2 separate regions of the Oryzias latipes genome follow, and region 2 is linked to region 1. The links are chromatin contacts, called in public Hi-C maps. All regions are on one chromosome and are shown on one strand. The core of a region is the stretch at or near the end of the contact, and the rest is flanking DNA. Distances in the headings are between cores, read along the strand shown.

Region 1 (6,248 bases), core at 2,082-4,581:
TTTTTGTTTTAGGTTCTTAGATTTTTATATTTTTAATAAATTTTAGATTTTTTTTATTTTGCATTTTTTGTAAGTGTATTAAGTGTTTTTTAAAGTTCTTTTTGTTTAAGTTTTTTATTTTAGATTCATTATATTGGTTTTTTTTTAAGGTTCTTATGTTTTCTTTTTTTAAGCTATTTTTAAGTGTTTTTGTTTGAGGTTTTATTATTTCTATTTTCCCCGGTTTTCAAATAGATTTAAAAATTTGTGCTCTTCTAAAATTTTAAAGTGGTTAACTTTGCCTCCAAAAATGTGAGCTTATTTTGTTATAATATTATATATTGCTGGTTGAAAAAGCACAGGTCATGTTTTTTAAAAATGTTTTTTGTCAAAATCTATGAAAAAACTAAAAAAACTAAATCAAAAGAAATTAGTCTTAAAATAGACATAATATAGAGATCCAGAGTACAAGAAGAATATAAATATATCCAACAAAACAAGTTGTGATGGTGTGATTAGTGGAGTATAAACTTACCTGGAATTCAACCTGGTTGAATTTATAGAGTTTATGGAGTTGGTTGCTATGGTAACTAACAATCGTTGAAGATACCTCAGTTCTAGAAACAGAAGTTAAGGTTAATTAAATAGTGCCAGCCCATAGAATGAATGTAGATTCTTTGTTGGATTTTACACAGAACAAAATTACAACATTTGACTTTTTTTTAACTGAATTTTCGAAAAACAAAAGTGCAGCTATGTCTGCTAAGAGTTTTCTCAGCTAGTTATCTCAAAAAGTTAAATTAGATTTAAAAAAATGTGCGAACGGAATAAAAAACAGCTTTTTATCTGGAGATAAGGTGTCATGGTTTGTCTGGTCCTTTGTCTCCCTCTTCTGGTTGTTTTTGGTACTGCTGACATCTGTCATTTTTCTCTTGGGCTCGGTTTTGTGTGCCACACCTGAAAGCCAGCCCCATTCCCCCTGGCTGTATTCGGGACTTTTTTTTTTTTTTTTTTTTGCAGTCCATCAGCAACTGGCTAACCATTAAAAGTCGAATGCTGGTCCGATTCCACTTGTCTTGGGTCAGCCTGATCTAACTGTAGGACAGTGTTGGGTAGATGAGGCGTTTCGACACATTCCCAAACTGCCAACTTGTACTGGTACTGTGTCACTACATACTGACACCTGCTGGACCCTAAAAATCTCTACAGGCAGCTGAGTCGACAGACTTTTATAATTTAAGTCATTGTATTCCATATTGAAAGTATTGTTGATATTTCTAGATACGGAGACAGGATCCACATCCAGGTGCAGTAGCAGAGACGAGATACACGACGAGGTACAGAGCAGAGACGAGGTACATGGTCAGGTACAGAGCAGAGACTGAGATAAGTTTTGTTTTAATGTCTCATTATGTCAAAAAGGGGCGATTTTTGCAGGTGATAATAGCAGGACTAAAGGTTACACAATGAAGACTCATGGCTTCATCATCAGTGTCTCAACAGAGAGTTCAAATCCAGGTGAGGTCCTACAATTTGTTTTTTAAAAATGGGACCTAAAGCCTCCCTGCTGTCAGTGGTGGTTGTAAACCGGGTAAAGCAGAAGGGACACGCAGCGCTCTCCTCAGTCGGTCCTGTGATACATTTGCAGCATGCTTGAAACGTGGTTTTGACCATCCTGATCATGCCGGGTCTGCAGTTGGTCCACTTTTGGGTTTGGTTTAGGGGTCCAGCACCTCCTGCTGGAACTTCTGTGGAGTTCGGTTGGGAAGTCCCGCTGAAAGCGACCGTCATTCAGATGCAGCTCCTGCAGCAGATGGTGAAGCTCACCGAGTCTCTGAGTGATCTCCTGAACCCAGAAACGGAGACGTGATTACCAGCACTGTGGTAGAACTCTCCAAAATAAATAAACACGATGTTTTCTAACCCTTATCCACCTTCCATAAAGAGCAATTTCCCCATAAAATTAAAGTTTATTAGTAGCTCCTCCCACATGAGTAAGGAAGATCCAATTTTTAACAATTTGACACACAAATCATGTTCAAAGTGCTCAATTCTGTCTTTTAAAATCACTTCCTAAACTCTTTTATGCAGCAGATACCCAAAGAATCCCTTTCTCCTAGGTTTTCATTGACACACGTTGACACCAAAGTCCTTTCGTTTGAACCAGTTTGTGTTGGTCGTGTGATAGTGGCATTAAAGTCTGCTGTGCAGAAAAAAGGCCCTCCAGGTGTGAATGCAGATATCCACTGTGCCTGAATCAGGAGGAAATAAACAAAGAGTGAGTTAATATTATACCCAATGATGAATAAAAGAAGTTTACAGCACGATGAAGTTTATGGTTATGTGGCTCCTTCTAATGCAAAGTTTAAGTAAATGCGTGTTTTGGGCGTCTCGCATCACGCATAGCTATAGGTTTTTGTGTTCAAAACTTGCGACCATTGACTGTGTGTGATGAAAGGTTAACCAGGTCAAACTTTGACCAATCAGGGACTCGGATTTGGTAGTGATTTGGCGTTGTAAACGTCGCTTCAGACTCAAAGACCCACCCCAATGAAAGTGGGGTTTTTAAATTGTTCTTGTGGCATTTTTCGGACAATGGAGAACACATATAAAGAAAATTCAGCTTCAAATTGGGGGGGATCCCGAGCACAGCTGTGTCACCGCTCCCCCAGGGGATGGGTCAGAACATGATGTGTATAAAAGTTTTGTGAATCTGGAACAGACAAAAAAAATGCCATCTTAGAAAGCTTGTAGCTGTGACACGGATACTTGTGACCTAGAAAATACACTGGGCGGGGCCACAAACTCACTGCTTTGCTGCATTTTGATGCATCCGCCTGTAGACCAGATCCATGTAGGCTACATCTTTGTTTTACTCGTCCGAGCTGGCGTCTGGCTCAAAGCCGGTCAGCACCAATATTTGTTGCACTGATAATGTTAGGTTGTGTGGGGCTGTAAGCTAGCAGGAGAGCATGTAAACAGAAGGGTGATGGGAAGGGGGGCCTGGGTAGCTCCGCACCAGAAGTGTTTCCTACAAACTTAGAGGTGAATTTTTAATGAACTGCTGCTGCTTTGCAGGAACTACGTCCACGAAATCAACACAGGTTTTTGAATTTTTTTGTCTAAAAACAGCATAATCGTCACTAAAAGACCACCAGGAACGCTTTGAAAATAGATCAAAAGATGATCAAAGTGGGACTTTGAGTCTCACAGGCACTTAACATGATCAGAATGTATTTCTATATAGTTAAAAAGTTATAAGTCTTGTGATTTCTGTGCGCGTGTGTTTGTCTTGCTTGTTTTCTAAAGCTTTTGTGCTGCTGGCCCTCTCGTGGTTTCTCGCGATATCTCACAGCCTCCAAGCAGGAGTGCCCGTAACTTGTCACCAAAGATGGCGATTTGCTGAGTGCTCATGGATACACACATTTCTCGGCTAGTTGTTATCTTACTCAAAACGCGAACCTGAGACACAGACTGACTTTTTTTTCCTTTAGTGCGCCGCTCTTTTTCCAGTTTGAAGCACACCGGACGCCGCCATGCAGATCACTCTGAAAACGCTGCAGCAGCAGACGATTCAGATTGAAATAGACCCCGAACAAACGGTAAGTGGCTAACAGCTAACTGCGTTAGCTTCCAGCACCGGAGTTGTCTTTTAGCTCCGCGTGCACACCCGACAGCTCCATAGAGCAGGTACAGTGAAAGGAACTAACTTTTATCACATCGAATTAATTTCTGAATTGTGTGAACATTTAAGCCACACAAAAAATGCTTAAAATTAAGAACACACCTGTTCCTTTACGCGCTGAAGCTACCTCGCTAAGCTAGGTTTCAAGCTAATGTTGCTAAAATTAACAGAGTCATTGGGCCGCCACCTGAAAGCTGGTTGTCACTAGTTGAAGTTGCTGACAGAGGATTGTTGCGGCCTTTTTGGCTGTGAATATATGAGGTAAAACCACCAACATGTGTGAATCAGAGACGCTCAGTCAGTGCGCTGGTGGTGACGAAGGATGATGCGCGTGCTCTAAATGCTCATCATGACACTGCCAATCACGCCTAGCTCCTGATAGATAGCCCAGCTCTGGAAGCCTAGATGGATTGGGTTAACTTCTACTGTTTAGATGTCTAACAAAAGTAAAATACACGCTGGTGCTCCAGATTTGGCCTTTTTCGCATGGAGGCGGCTGGGGTGTGGCTTTCAGGTGTTGAGGATAGGCTGCCTCCGGGTAGTCCGACCATCATGTCTGCCCTCTTGTGTGTCAGGTCAAGGCCTTGAAGGAGAAGATAGAGGCTGAACGAGGAAAAGACAACTTTCCTGTTTCTGGGCAGAAGCTGATATACGCCGGGAAAATCTTGCAAGACGATACGCCAATCAAAGACTACAAAATCGATGAGAAGAATTTTGTTGTAGTGATGGTATCCAAGGTGAGACTGCATGGTCCAGCTTTTTATCTTTTTTTATGTGTGCAGCGGACTCGCGTCTGGATGCAGTTCCTCTGACGTTTTCATTTGTTTTCTGAACACGTTAGGCTAAGCCTGCAGCCACGACCTCGGCACCAGCCCCGGAAGCCCCCAAGCCCCCCGCACAGGACTCTGGCTCCACATCAACCGCTGCCCCGCCTTCAAATCCTCCTGCTGCACCCACCCCTGCAGCTGTCCCTATTCCTCCTGAGGAGGCCAAACAGGAGCAAAGTGCCGAAGCCACAGAACCACAGCAGCCCGCCAGGTAACAGGCGTACCGCCACGCTCGCCGGTGTCAGCTGGTAGAAAAGGGAGACGAAATGGGGAAAGAAGTCACTTAAATCTGAGCGGGTTTGTACGATGACTTAGCATTTAATTCAGCAGAATGCAGTGAGTTCGGCTGTTGTTTTCTTTATAAACAAAACAAAAACAAACATCATTTTGTTGTTTTGCGGGATTCAGACACTGACGTCTCCATCATAGTTACAATGACTTTGCAAATCATTTACAAGATTTTCATAATATCCTTAACTTTTGTATCACATTTTTTACTTAAATCGACAATTAGATTTAAAGGAAGTGACTATTTCACCGTAATTAGGGCAGGGCTTATGGTTACAGGTAAGGTTAGGGTTCAAATACGTGCAGCAATGTGTATTTGGGCCACATGGTTTTCGTGTGATCCACATGTTTTTCCATCAGTTTTTGTGCTGGTTGCACGTAAACGCCTGCGAATAACATCGACCATATTTAAAACAATTACCGTAATTTCCGAACTATAAGCCGCTACTTTTTTCCTGCGCTTACAGCCGTGCGGCTTATTCAGTGACGAGGCTAATTTATGGTTTTATTTGGCGGCCGCCATGTACGTACTTTCGGACACAGTGAATGGTTAGAATTCTCTATCTAACACCAAGGGCAAGTCATTTGTTTTTCAATACACGTCTAGGCAGCCAAACAGCATGGACCTAACTTCAGGTCTTAGACACTTCAGTCATGGTTCCACAAACGAAACACGCATGCCCAGCCGCATCCCAGAATCCTTTGGTGCCATTAGACCCAACGTGCACGTGATCGCCACTGCAATATGATGAAGCTTTCAAGTTAAAAGCAATCGTTAGAAGCAGCGTGAAAAAATCCACCATCACACTTACTCTGGGAGGCAGGACGTGATTTGTCAGGATGACAATGTTGCCTAATACATGCGGCTTGTACTCCGACGCGGCTTGTGTATGTAGAAAAGTAGTTAAACACGTGAAAATGGGTGGGTGCGGCTTGTAATTGGGTGCGCTTTGTAGTCCGGAATTTACGGTACTTTTCCGGAACTTATTTCAGTGAAATGAACATCTGTCCAATTTTTTAATCTACATAAAAACACTTTTACTGTATAGATTTATTTACTTCGGGGGACAGAAGCGCTTAAAGTTCGTTTAGTTTCTAAACGTAAAATCCAACATTATTCAGTAAATTTAGAGGGATGTCCTGATCGGGGTTATTTTTTCCAGTCCAATGCGAAACGACTCAGTCGGCCTGATTTCTGCTCACGTGATCAGATCTGGACATCACTAATAACTTCTCTGCTGTTAAACAGGGGCCTCCAAAGTTTTCAGAGTAGGAGGCTTCTAGGAGGGAAAGCAGGAGGCTACCACCCGGGCGGTGAAAGCAGGAGGGGTTGATTGAGTGGAGGCTAAACTAGCTTTTATTTTGAAAAATATTTTTATTTTGAAAAACTACCAGATCTTTTCGGTTGCATGTCTGTCACTTGGGTGCTAAACCCCATATTTTATGACAGAAGCCTGCATGTCATTGAG
Region 2 (6,652 bases), core at 163-2,662, 200 kb before region 1:
CTCTTTAACAAACCGTGTTTATTTAAACTAGACTGAAACAGAATGACACCAAATTTACCAAATTACACCATATTTAGTTATTATTTAAGTGACTCAGTCAATTTAAAAAAAACAGACACAGTTCAATAAAACTTTAAAGTTTGTTCATCTTTTGATCTTTTCTTAAACTGTTTTGGTCTTTTAATTATGATTATGCAATTTTCAGCCAAAATAACAAAACAAAAAAACCTTTTGCCATTTTCTAGGACATAGTTGCTGCAGAGCGGCAGGAGTTCATTAGAAATTTACCTTTGAATTGTTGGCAGGAATCTTGGTGGAGCAATCCTGCCCCCCTTCTCCTCCACGTTGCTGCAAACTGTCTGTTTACACTCTCTCCAGCTAGCTTACAGCCCCTCACATCCCCAACCTTAGCAACAGCGGTGCAACAAAAATGGCGAGCAGTATTGGCGGCCTCCAGCCGTAGAGTTCTGATCCAGATTCCGGCTCAGACGGGGACAAAAAGGGCGTTCCTGGATCTATTTGTCTATAAGTGGAGGCATCAGAACGGAGCAGAGCAGGGAGCCTGTGGCCCCGCCCCTCGGTCACAAATCGGATCTTTTTTCATCTGCTCCTTTTTCACAATAATTTGATTAAAGAAATACTCAGAAATGCATTTTTAAACTCCTTTTTTACATCCTCCATCGTCCGAAAAAAGCCATAAGAACCTGTTAAAAACGTCAAAAACACATCAGATTAGGGTTTAAGTTCTCTGTAATCAAGCCAAACATTTAGTTTACTTGTAGTTTCATTTTCCGCTGTCACAATATTTTTCTAGATTCTTTTTCTAGATAAACTCTGGAATTATTTTGTATTGAAAAACATGAAACACCCAAAGGATCCACCTGCTGCTGTCCCGCATTTTAGACAGTTTGAGGATTTCACCTTTAACGGGTTTCTTCTCCTGAAATCCAGAGTTCTGGACGTGGATGTGCTCCCGGTGTGATCTAGAGCCAACAGCAGTCATTTACTTCTGCACACAGAGCAGTTCATGGGCGCCCAAACAGGCCCACATCATGATTCTGCCTCTCTCGTGCCTGACAGCTGAAATTAGATTATGTTTTGTTGGTTGAGTGAGAACATGATGTCACTAATCAAAGGTTTCTCCGCGATGAAACTCGATAAAAAGCAGATCGTAGTGAATAGAAAGGGTTCTGACTGAGGTTCGGTTCGGAGGCTGATGGGTGTGTCGTCATGATCCGGATCCATCTGCGCACAGCAGCCGCACAAACAGACAGAGGAGGAGGCGGGAGAGCCGTTCTGTTGGGGTCCGCCCCCAACTTGGAACACATGAGCCGTTTAGTGGTTGGAGAGCTGGGCCAGCTGTAGAGCGCGCGAGCGCGTGCCCCCTCCCGCGCGGTCCCTCCCCCCTCCCCCCCCCCCACGCGGACAGAAACCGTCACCGAATAGAGAGCCGGGGCGCACGCGGAGCGATGGTTGCTGCAGCGCCGCTGGGCCGAGTTTAGGACGCACGGCGCCGAGAGAGGCCAGCCTGGCGCGCGCACGATCCTCGCAGCGCTGACGCGCAGCGCGTGGAGCTCGTCTCTGGCCGCACCGCGTCCTCTTCGGCGCGGATCGGGGCTGAGCGGTGCGCTGCTGTGCGTTTGGAGCTTCGAACCTCCGGTCCCGACTGCCGACGTGACACCGGACCTTTCATCTCCATCAACCTCACGAGCCTCCAGACGCGCCCGGGATTCTGAATCCAGCCACGCTGCACCCATAGGCGGGGTGGCGGCTGGTGGTGGTGGTGGTGGAGGAGGAGGGGGGGGACCAGAGAGCATCCCTCCATTCCAGCGGCTCTGCCTCCTCGCTGCATCACATGCCACAGCGGGTGGAGGTCTTCCTCTCAGCCAGACAGCCAGGAGGCGGTGGAGGCAGGCGGCTCGCGGCCGCAGACGCGCCCTGCACGCGAAGAGGCTGCGCAGAGGCGCCGCCGCGTCGGAGGATGCTGCGGGAGTGAAGCTGCTCAGAGCGGAAGATGGGGAAGGACCAGGAACTGCTGCAGGCGGTGAAGACCGAGGACCTGCTCACCGTGCAGAAGCTGCTGCAGAGGCCTGGGAAAGCAAGTAAGAGCTACAGACACAGCTGGAGGTTTGCTGCCGCGAGGCCTCACGAGCGTGTGTGTGTGTGTGTGTGTGTGTGGGGGGGGGGGTCTCTGGAGAAGATTAGCAGCAGGATTGGAGACCGATAGTCCATCTCCAGACCCCAAGTGAGGCCACTGCAGCACAGGGAGGAGGATGTGAGCCTGCTGAAGATGATACTCCTTTGACTGTTGGCTCAGTCATTCTATTCTATTCTATTCTATTCTATTCTATTCTATTCTATTCTATTCTATTCTATTCTATTCTACTCTACTCTACTCTACTCTACTCTATTCTATTCTATTCTAGTCAGTCATGTTGGGTTCTGCTTGGTTCTGCTGGGTGTGCAGACCCTCTCCCCTCGTTGGTGCTGCTCTGCAGCCTCCAGTCTGTTCCTCACTCAGCCCACTCTAGTGTGTGGGCAGCACAGACACCGGCCTGCCTGAGCGCTCATGAGCAAATCAAAGCATCTTGTCCCATTTTTACAGTTTTGCTTCTCTGGACTGAAATGAGAGGGGGTCCGCTCGTCCGCCACCAGAGTTTATATTCCGTCCAGGTTCTGACTGGATCGTTGGTTCTGGAGCCTTCAGCTAAAACCCAGCAGTTTGTCGCCTCACTGTGAGAATAAAAGTGGCTTCCTGTAGTTGGGTTCAGATTTAACAGCAGGCAGGGCCTTCAGGAGGGACGTTCTTTAAGGTCATCCCAAGGTCAGGACGCCATGGTCAGAGGACCTTCAAAGAAAATCAGAGACTTTCATCTACCAGAACCAGTTCAACGTTCCTTTTTATGAGCTGATCAGAGCTGAATGAGGCTTGGTTTAAAGTGACTGAGTGAACTTTAGTGGAGACCAAGCTGAGAGCTGGAGTCGGTTTGGGTCCACGTCTTCAGGTTGGGCTTTGTGGTTCCTCGTGTCACAAACTAAACCTGCTTTTCAGATGTCAGGCCGGTTTGGTGATGCCGCTGCGGTCCTGAAGGCCTTCAGTTCTGTCCCCCTTTTGTGTCTCACAGGTACCTCAATGTTTCTACAACTAAATTTGTGTTTTTGCACACAAATTCAAAGTTTTTGCTCATAAAATGTGTATTTACTGTATTGGGGTTGTTGTGTATTTCTAATCACATTTAGCTCAACAATAATTTTGATTTGACTCAAAACAACCTTTCAAAAAGAGCTAATGAGGCTTCTGCTGGGTTGGGTTCGTGAGTCAAAGCATGAATAAGTGTCAGAAACTGAAACAGGCTCCGGGAAACAGAGGAAGCAGGAACAATCCTGGAAGAAAGAAAAGAAAAACCTTCCAGCTGTTTCTGGCAAAACTGAAAGGAAGTCCCTGAAAGAGTGAAAGCACAGGACATTGCGTAGCCTCCAAAAAGCGCCAGTGCGTCACAGTGGACATTATGTACAGGAGGACATCACAAAAACCCCTTCAGGCGACGGTAAAGTGCACTCCAGCTCAGAAAAACCAGAATCATCAAGTCGGCAGCAGCTGCAGGATGCAGCCGAACGCTGGATTTCCCTCACAGCTTCATGATTTAACATCAAATTCCTAATGCTTTCAATCAGAAAGGGGAAAAACAGAAAACAAATCAGAAAGCTACTAATCCAGATCATTTACTCATCATTTACAAAGTTTCTATTTCCATAGACGTTGCTTAGGGATCAACTGCCTTCACTTTTTGCTGATTTTTTTCCCCTTCATTTTCAAGCAACGTTTAAGGTTTCTCGTTGATGCTTTGAGGCGATCTAAGAATTAAGAATTTAACAATTTGCAAATTTTTCAGCAAGATCAAAAATAGCCAACTACAACCTTAAAAAGGTCTGATTTACACCTTCATGTCCAGCTCCTATCATCTTTGGATTTATTTTCAAAGCGTTCCAAGTCGTCTTTTAATTCTGACGATGCTGTTTTTAGCTAAGCAGAACGGCATGATTTCATCAGTAATTCACTCTGAGTCAACCCCGCCTCCATTTCCCATGATCCGCTAGCTTACAGCCCCTCAAACCCCAAACATAACATTACCGTTGCAACAAAAACGGTGACATAATATTGGAGCTGTCCAGCCCTTACATTCTTTTTGACGTGTTTTCCGCATCACAAACAGCATTTCTTTCGTTCGGCCCCTCATTCCCAACAATTTAAACATAAAAATACGCAGAAATGCAGTTTTATCCTTAATTTTCTTGATCCATCCTCAGAAAAATATCACCAGAACATGTTAGAAACGCAATTTTCATCGGAGTGGGTCTTTAAGAAGAACTTTTTTAATTTACTAGTCACTAAAACTCAACAAAAGTAAAACTTTTGTTAATAAAACTTTGATTTCTAACCCTTAAAAATAACTAAAAATCCTTTTCACTCAATAAAATACAATCAATTGCTTTAAAATAAAGGAATTGAGTGTTTCATGTTTCATTTTCTATGTAAAAATTGATTTGACTCTATCAGTCAGTTTTTTACAACCAATTCAAGCGACTGGTTAGAAAGTTTCCTTGTTTCTTTCACCACAGAGAGTAATTCCTGCTTTTGCAGCAGAATCAGGGATCCTAATGTGACTTCAGGAGGTGCTAATTCATCATCTCACTCAGCTGCAAACCTCCCCGAAGCTGCTGGTTCTCACTGCATCAAGCAAACAGGAAGACATCTTTGGAAAACCTTATCCCAGAGTCAAATGTTGACGGGCAGTCCCTCCAGCTCACTTCCCTCCACAGGAACGTTCATTCGTGTCCTCAGAAGACATTTGGACTCCCAAGATCCCCTGATGTTTCCTTCCTGTTTGCTCCTCCACAAACATCTGGTGGAAGTGTTTCCACACAACAGAAAAAGGAGATTTTTCATCTTGAAACTTTTCAGAATTAAAAACATTCATGTACGATACCTCCGCAAACCTAAATGCATGGTTTGAGGAAAAGATTTGCTGCTTCTTAGAAATGAATGTCTGGTTTGGAGGATGTAAAAACACTGAAGCACCGTTCACACCAGAAACGCACGTTCAAGCGACCATGTTCTGATAAAAAAGTCTGTGTAAAGTCTGTGGGCTTCCCTCGCATTGACATGTAGCTACGCACATTTATTAGACCCTTTCTTAGCCTCTAGGTACAAAACATGTGGCCGCAGAGCGCAAGTTGAAGTTAAATCAGGTGGAACTTGGACCAATCAGGGAATCTGATTTTGTAGTGACATACGGATGGCATCCCTATAAAGTCACAGACCATTTTTAAATTGATCATAAAGGAGAAATCAATAACTGTGGTTTGTGGCCGACAGGAATCAAACGACAGCAAGTCTTTCATGTATCAGAATAGAGCTGTGAAAGTCAAAGCCTGGAGCGAGATTCACCAGATTTGCACCGCTTTGACGTTTTGCACCAAGCCTCTTCCAACTGTAGGTGGATGAGCTTGCATCAGGTGGCGACAGTCCAGAGTGACCACCAGCGTGCTGACCGTGCATTCCAGAATAGAGCATTCTTGGCTGCAGCTCTCAGCGGCGTCACTTCTGATTGGTTCTGATTGCCATCGCACACGTCTGCAGACACTTGAACGCATCGTCCAGGTTTTTCCTGCTTCATTTTGAAGCTGCTCGCTTCCCTCAGAGCCCAACTGCGACTAACATGCGTTTGAGTTGAGGGTGCACTGAGTCTCTGAGGGTTTAGGTATGGACTGTACATGAGAACAGGACTGAGAGACTCCAAGCAGGAAGTACCAACCAAAATCCCAAAGACGTCTACAGAAGTCTATAGAAGAAAAAAGGGCAACGCAATTGACTCTATTGGGTTGGAGCCAGCAGTGAAGCATTTTCCAGTTCTCATAGACAGTCAGTGGTTTTAAGTCAAGAAAGTTGAGAGGAGAGAAGACGCCAACAGACACAGGAAGTGGGTAATGACAGAGTGAGACCCAAAGAGCCAGACAAACAGCAGGGAAGACCACGAAGGTATCACAGGCCTGTTTGTCATCCGGCGTGTGACGCTGGCAGCCTGAAGGCAGCTGTGTGTGTGTGTCCATGTGTAAAGGTAAGTTCCAGGCATGCGTGTTAGCCTCGCAGAAACACGCACATCTGGTCACTCTGCTGTCGAGGCCAGCGGGTCTCTGCGGGTGTTTGTGGAAGGACCAGACCTCGGCTTTGACCTCCAGCGTGTTTGTTCACGGCTGTTTAAGTGCTGCTTGGAGGCGGCGGCTGAGCTGTGAGGTTGAACTTCCACCAAGGGATTTTTTTTTTTAACACACAATGTCTGCTCGCCGCCGTCCGGCACAGATGCTCCTATCGCTGTCCGCCTCAGTCGGCCTGCTGCGCAGCTCAGAGGGTGATGCTAACCCCCCCCAGTCTTCGAGTTCTCACTCCCCTCGATCTCTTCTCTCCTCACCCAACTTTTTTCAAGTCGGCATGCGAGGCCGACTGTGGGAGGAGAGCAGAGGACCGCGTTCACGCCACGGGAGCAGCCTGTCTGCTGCTGCAGTCACGGGAAAGAGAAGGTCAGAGGTCATCGATACCATACTCTGTTAAATAGACGCGCAGATAACCATGGAAGGAGGAATCAGTCCGAAC

The links. Hi-C and Micro-C count contacts between places; a contact is called where the count stands out from the background.
Region 2: a contact with region 1 is called in a Hi-C map of embryo, with 2.1 times the contacts expected there. The contact joins the promoter of caskin1 here to the promoter of rad23a in region 1. A contact is called at or near these places in 2 of 5 Hi-C or Micro-C datasets (embryo and fibroblasts).

What each region holds. Positions count from the first base shown.
Region 1 is chr8:22,942,402-22,948,649 of ASM223467v1, reverse strand. It overlaps rad23a (UV excision repair protein RAD23 homolog A), which reads left to right and starts at 3,331. Exons shown (of 9, transcript XM_023957763.1): 1 at 3,331-3,581; 2 at 4,240-4,401; 3 at 4,506-4,702. The coding sequence starts at 3,516.
Region 2 is chr8:23,135,271-23,141,922 of ASM223467v1, reverse strand. It overlaps caskin1 (caskin-1), which reads left to right and starts at 1,412. Exons shown (of 24, transcript XM_023957765.1): 1 at 1,412-2,102. The coding sequence starts at 2,015.